2 separate regions of the Zea mays genome follow, and region 1 is linked to region 2. Evidence: chromatin contacts called from public Hi-C data. All regions are on one chromosome and are shown on one strand. Each heading gives the region's core, a stretch centred on a gene start, on an enhancer-like site or on the middle of the called end of the contact. The rest is flanking DNA. Distances are from core to core; before and after follow the strand shown.

Evidence for each region. A called contact is a pair of places that touch in the nucleus more often than the background predicts.
Region 1: a Hi-C map of leaf shows a contact between it and region 2, with 6 times the contacts expected there. The contact joins the promoter of LOC100272296 here to the promoter of LOC100382832 in region 2. A contact is called at or near these places in 3 of 25 Hi-C or Micro-C datasets (ear, leaf and tassel).

The regions. Positions count from the first base shown.
Region 1 is chr10:142,492,831-142,495,530 of Zm-B73-REFERENCE-NAM-5.0, forward strand. It overlaps LOC100272296, which reads right to left and starts at 1,435. Exons shown (of 6, transcript NM_001310031.1): 1 at 1,158-1,435; 2 at 632-800; 3 at 425-530; 4 at 227-326. The coding sequence starts at 755.
Region 2 is chr10:142,354,117-142,356,816 of Zm-B73-REFERENCE-NAM-5.0, forward strand. LOC100382832 reads right to left here and starts at 1,352. Exons shown (of 4, transcript NM_001175530.1): 1 at 1,286-1,352.

The DNA.
Region 1 (2,700 bases), core at 185-2,684, 140 kb after region 2:
TGGCTTCGCCCCTGCAACAAAGGTTATTTTATAATTCAATCTGAAAGACAAACATTTCAGGCCCACAAACCACCTCTGAAAACACAGCTAACAACAATACTATCCCTAATGAAAAAATATGAATGACATGCCTACACAGATTTTTAGAACTTGCTAAACTGTGCAATGATGATAACATATCAAACCCCTCTGGAAAAATGTTTCAAGCTCCACAATGACAACAAACCTTGTAACGAGGAGGGAGACTCCGTACAAGTTTCACGCGTATGCAAAGGCCAATAATAGTTGCCATACTGCAGTGCTCCACTGTTGGGGTGAATGTAACCCTGATGCAAAGCAAATATGAATCTAAATAAGGAGTTTCATTAACATTCTTGAATTGCACATACGAAAAAACAAGGAATCTAGAAATATGAGAGCTTACCTGACATAATTACTTTCATCATTGAGTTCAATTGAATCTTCAGTCACCACATTCAGCTGTTCCAGTGAGTACGGGTGCTCTGGATCCTTTATATCTCTAATGTGATGTAAGAACAATAAGGACCACAATTAAATGGCTAGGATAGAGAACTCAGATAAATAGAACAGCAATCTTCACTACATTTGAAGAAATCATTAAGAAGGATATCAAATATTTCCAGCTGATCTATGGGCTCTGCTGCATTTTCATCTGTGGTCTCTGGTGCCTGTCTGGCACGCCTCTCTTTTTTCTCATGGATTATAGGATTAGCATTAATCAACCCCATAGCCATTACTGTAAAATGAATGCAGTAACTTTTGACGAGAAAGAAAAATTCCTGCAAGTCACAAATGAAAATGTGTTAGCAACAGTATTTTGCTTAAATTGCACGACCAAGTTATACCGTAAAATGCTAATCCTAGTCGAACATTAATCACATCCACTTCTGATTATCCCCATTCGAACAACTCAATTGACCCCAAATCCCAAAACAGAGTACCCTAAGTGGTGTCACGGAGAAAGGGGCCTAGCTGAGATAGAAGCTACTCCTACTAGCTCTACTCCGTAGACCAAGAAAATCTCGATTCATGAATCATGACATGCTACTCCAAGGAAATTCAGAAGACGCTAGAAGCTACATAACCATCTGTTCCTGCATCTAAATAGGTTAATGGTGTCCATGGTAACAGCTCACCTCAGCGGTCCGGCGGACGGCGATTGGCCGGGCGGCTCGGCCTAAGCCCTTGAATAGTCACACAGGTGGAGGGTGTGGCTGTGAGTGTGCGGGGTCGCCGTCCAGGCGTCGCCTCCAGTAGCGCTAGCCGTCCGTGGAGAACGGGAGAGGCCCGGCCGTCTACTCGACTTCGCGCCCTCCTAGCGCTGGTGACCTGGCTCTAAACCTAGAACGACGGCAGACGGCGAGCGAGCGAGCAAGGCGCACGCGTCGTCGACTTTTGCGTCGGGAAAGACGACTCGGCCGTGTCTTTCTGGTGCTACAAGTGATCCATTCCAACTTCTCTATAGTCTCTTGTGGGCCTTACAGGCAGTGTTGGGCCTCCTCGCATACATTGCTTGGTGGCGAGCTGCGACCCGGATCGCGACCGAGGAAATCGATCCATCGTTGTTCGGTTGCAGCGAATATGTTGGTTGCCTGTCTTATTCTTTTTATCCATTTAATATGGGTCTACGTCTCTTCACGACTTTCTACTTTTTATCTGTATTTATGATTTAGTGTCTCAGAGTTATATCATATATTTTCTAGTTAGGTTTTATTTAGAAAACTGAACCACAGGCTTAGAGTTGTACATGCTCTAATTAATACTCCATCTATACCAAAATATCAGTCGTTTTAGTATTTTTATAGATTCATACAATATTTAAGATGTTGGGAATAGTCCCACATTGTGAGTTGTCGGCAAGCATAGATTATATGGTTGAGGGTAGGAACCTCTAATGGACTAACTTTTTGGGGGAGTGTTGTCCAACAGACCTAAAACCCGTTGCTATGCGTGCGGACGCATGTGTCGCGGGCCAACGGCCTAGGTGGGCGCGCCGTGTGTGCGGGCGGCCTGACGGAAACGCCATGTGTCAGCGGTCTGCTTTCAGGGAATAATCTTACATTGTGAGCTGTGGATGGACAATCATGATTTATATGGTTCAAGATAGAAATCCTTAATGGGCTAGCTTTTTTGTGGGTGGAGAGAGTGTTGACCCAACAGACCTAAAATTGTTGCTATGCATGCGGGCGCATGTGTCATGGCCTGACGACCTAGGTGGGGCACATCGTGTGTGCGGGTGATAGTATGTCAGCGGTTCGGTTCCAACATAAGAAGCTCAATTTCAATGTATGTTATATATATATATATATATATATATATATATAATATTGTCGTTTATTTGAATATAGACATAAAATTAACATCTAAAACGACTAATATTTTGAAATGGAGGAGTATTGTTGTGTTGTGGATCGAAACGTAAGGGATAGAATCGGGCTTGATTATTTGACTGGACTTGAGATCAACTCAACATGAGGAATCTATCCTTGTATCAAGAAATCTACAAAGTTCATAACACCGCTTTGAGTGCACAGCTTGCACTGGTACAAAATTAGAGGAATGCACTAGAAAAGATCAACATTGTTTGCTTGATGGAAATCGTTTTCAGGTAATTCTCGTAGGCATCCAGTGCGAGCATGAGCGAAACTTTAGTTCAGTGACAGCTTTGTCTACTTTAGG
Region 2 (2,700 bases), core at 102-2,601:
AACACACACTGGCATACAACATACATAAGTATGAACTTCTTCATAGAATATACAACATCGACATGGAACTCTGCTTCATGCATAGAGAAAACGCTTCATAGCAAATTATTTCATTCAGGTTAACTACAATTGATGCATAGCACATTCCTGGCCTTTTTCTCACGAATTCATGAGAAATTACTTAGGTATAATCGAGGCCTTTGTTCCAATGTTTTTAGCTAATTTTAGGCAGGGTACAACCAAAAGATATTCTTGGCAGCTTTGACATGAGTTCACTAAAAATAGTCAGGTACATCCATGCACATTATTAACCATGCCCCTCTTCTGATTTGAGTGCTAATATAGGTCTTTATTTCCATTGCTAAAATAAGAAATTCACTTCACTAAAAGGTTTTCATGTTCTCGTATTCATACATGTTTCTCGTATGTGGGGGTTGCGGGGGGTGGGGAGACAAATATGTAACATTGATTATTCTTTTTTGCAGCATTCATTAAACTTCACCTACTGCACTTGCTAGACAACAGCATATCAGTAGCACATTACATCCCCCACGAATTAAATACTGCTGTTGTATTGCATATCAACGTAATAGGCAGACTTGAGGCAACTTTCAGTAAAGGCTATACCCATTTTATGTATACAGAGGTAAGCTTGACATTCAGCAGAGTTTGCTTATTTTTCCTTGCTTTCTTGACACCTCTTAAAGTGCACCGACAAAAAAAAGAGTAATGAAACGGTACGGTAGTCAAAACACACCCTCTAAATCACTGAGCACAAGCAAGTAGACAAACAGAGAAAAGGCCCAAGATATTTTAACTAAACACTACAAGGAAGAGACAACAAGCACTAAAAACAGTGATATGACCGAGCACTTCAAATCATCAACAGATACTCATGGCTCCAAAAAAATGCCTCATTTCCAGGACTTGACAAGGTAAAAATGTCTACTGAAATGAACGAGATTTGACTATAACGACCAACCATCCCAACCTCCCAAGTGTTAGTTTCCCAGTTCCTCAGACGTTCTAGTGCCCCCCTTTCGCTTCTTGCAAATAGTTCCCTCGTTTCTTTGATACTAGGACAGGCTGGGGAGACGCGGCCAGCACCGGAGCAAATCCACAAGTCGAAAACCTGCCCCAAGTTCTCAAGCTCCGAAAACGAAATAAAAAGAAACAGCAAGCAGCCAAGCAGGTGCCCCCGAATCGGAAATGGCACGGCACACAAGCTCGCGAAAGCGATGACTGGTCAATAGGAAAGCAAGGAAAGGGGAAACCCAATGCTCACCGCCATGGCTTCCGCGGCGCAATGCCGAGATCTCGAACCCTAAACCGCTGACTTGAATCGTAAGCGGGGAGTAGAGTCTAAAATGGAGTGGCCGTGTCCAGTGGGCGGTTTATAGAGAGGTTCGAGGAGCGCCCGCCGCGGCGCTGCCCTTCGACACGACGTGGGGTGGTGACGTGGCGTCGTGTGGGGCACGTCCGAACTGGTCCCCACTACGTGTCTCCAGCTGAACTATTGTATTTACTATCTCATTTGCTATTTCAAAATTCAATCTACAAATAATACAATCTATAATAAAAAATACTAATTTGTACTTTATTTATAGGGTCCGCTGAAGATAGACTAGGCTTTTACTTTTAGGATCCGTCCAAATCTATAGCTTGCATATATGCATGTACAAATAAAGTACTTACTCCATTTTTAAATATATAACGTTGTTGACTTTTTTAAAAAAATTAGCCACTCATTTATTCAAAATATTTATGTGAAAATCTAAAATTTCAAATCACGTTTAAACTAACTTAAGTGATAAAACAAATTATAACAAAATAAATAATATTTTATATTTTTTGTTAAATAAGACTATTGGTCAAAGTTTTTAAAAAATCAACATAACATAGCTAGTAGCATATAATAATGTAGTAGGTTGTGTATTTTTAGTAGCTGTTTTTAGCAGGTCGTACATTATGACCACCTATGACAATTTTCTCAAGAGGTATAACGTACTACAAGTCTACAAGACTTCGCTCGGTGTGTGATTTATACGGTAAGTAGCTATATAAAAAGCTTCGTCTCAAAAATATAGAAGCACAAACTAAAGGCTAGTTTAGTAACTCTATTTTTTAAAAGATTTCCATCTTTCAAGAGAAATTAGTTTATTTTTTAGAAATTAGTTTATTTTTTAGAAAAATATGGTTCTCAAACTAGCCTAAGACAAACAAACTTACTTCTACGACATTGCTATGTTTTTCTATGACGACCCATTTTGCTAATGAGCGCCAATATATATATGACATGAGATGGCTAATTTTGCGAATAAGGGATTGAGCTTCTCATATTCACCTTCCCAACCACTTTAGATAGCAAGGATTTTTTTTGGTCAAACAGACGTTCAACATGGGTTTAGAACTCCTGAAATTACTAAAAGACCTTAAATGTATAATTTAATAAATGAAACCACGGTAAATTTGTTTTAAGCAACCACAAAACTAATATAGTACTTGTATATACTAGCATACTATAGTGTAGGATCCCAAACATCAAAGAACACAAGTTCTTGAGGTTGGCTCGACACACTACGTGCTTGTTCGATTACGGGTGGATCGAGAGGGATTGGATGTAATTAAATCCCCTCATATTTAAACTTGACTAGTGAAAGTCGCCTAGAGGGGTGCTGCATAGGTGAAACTTGAAAGTAA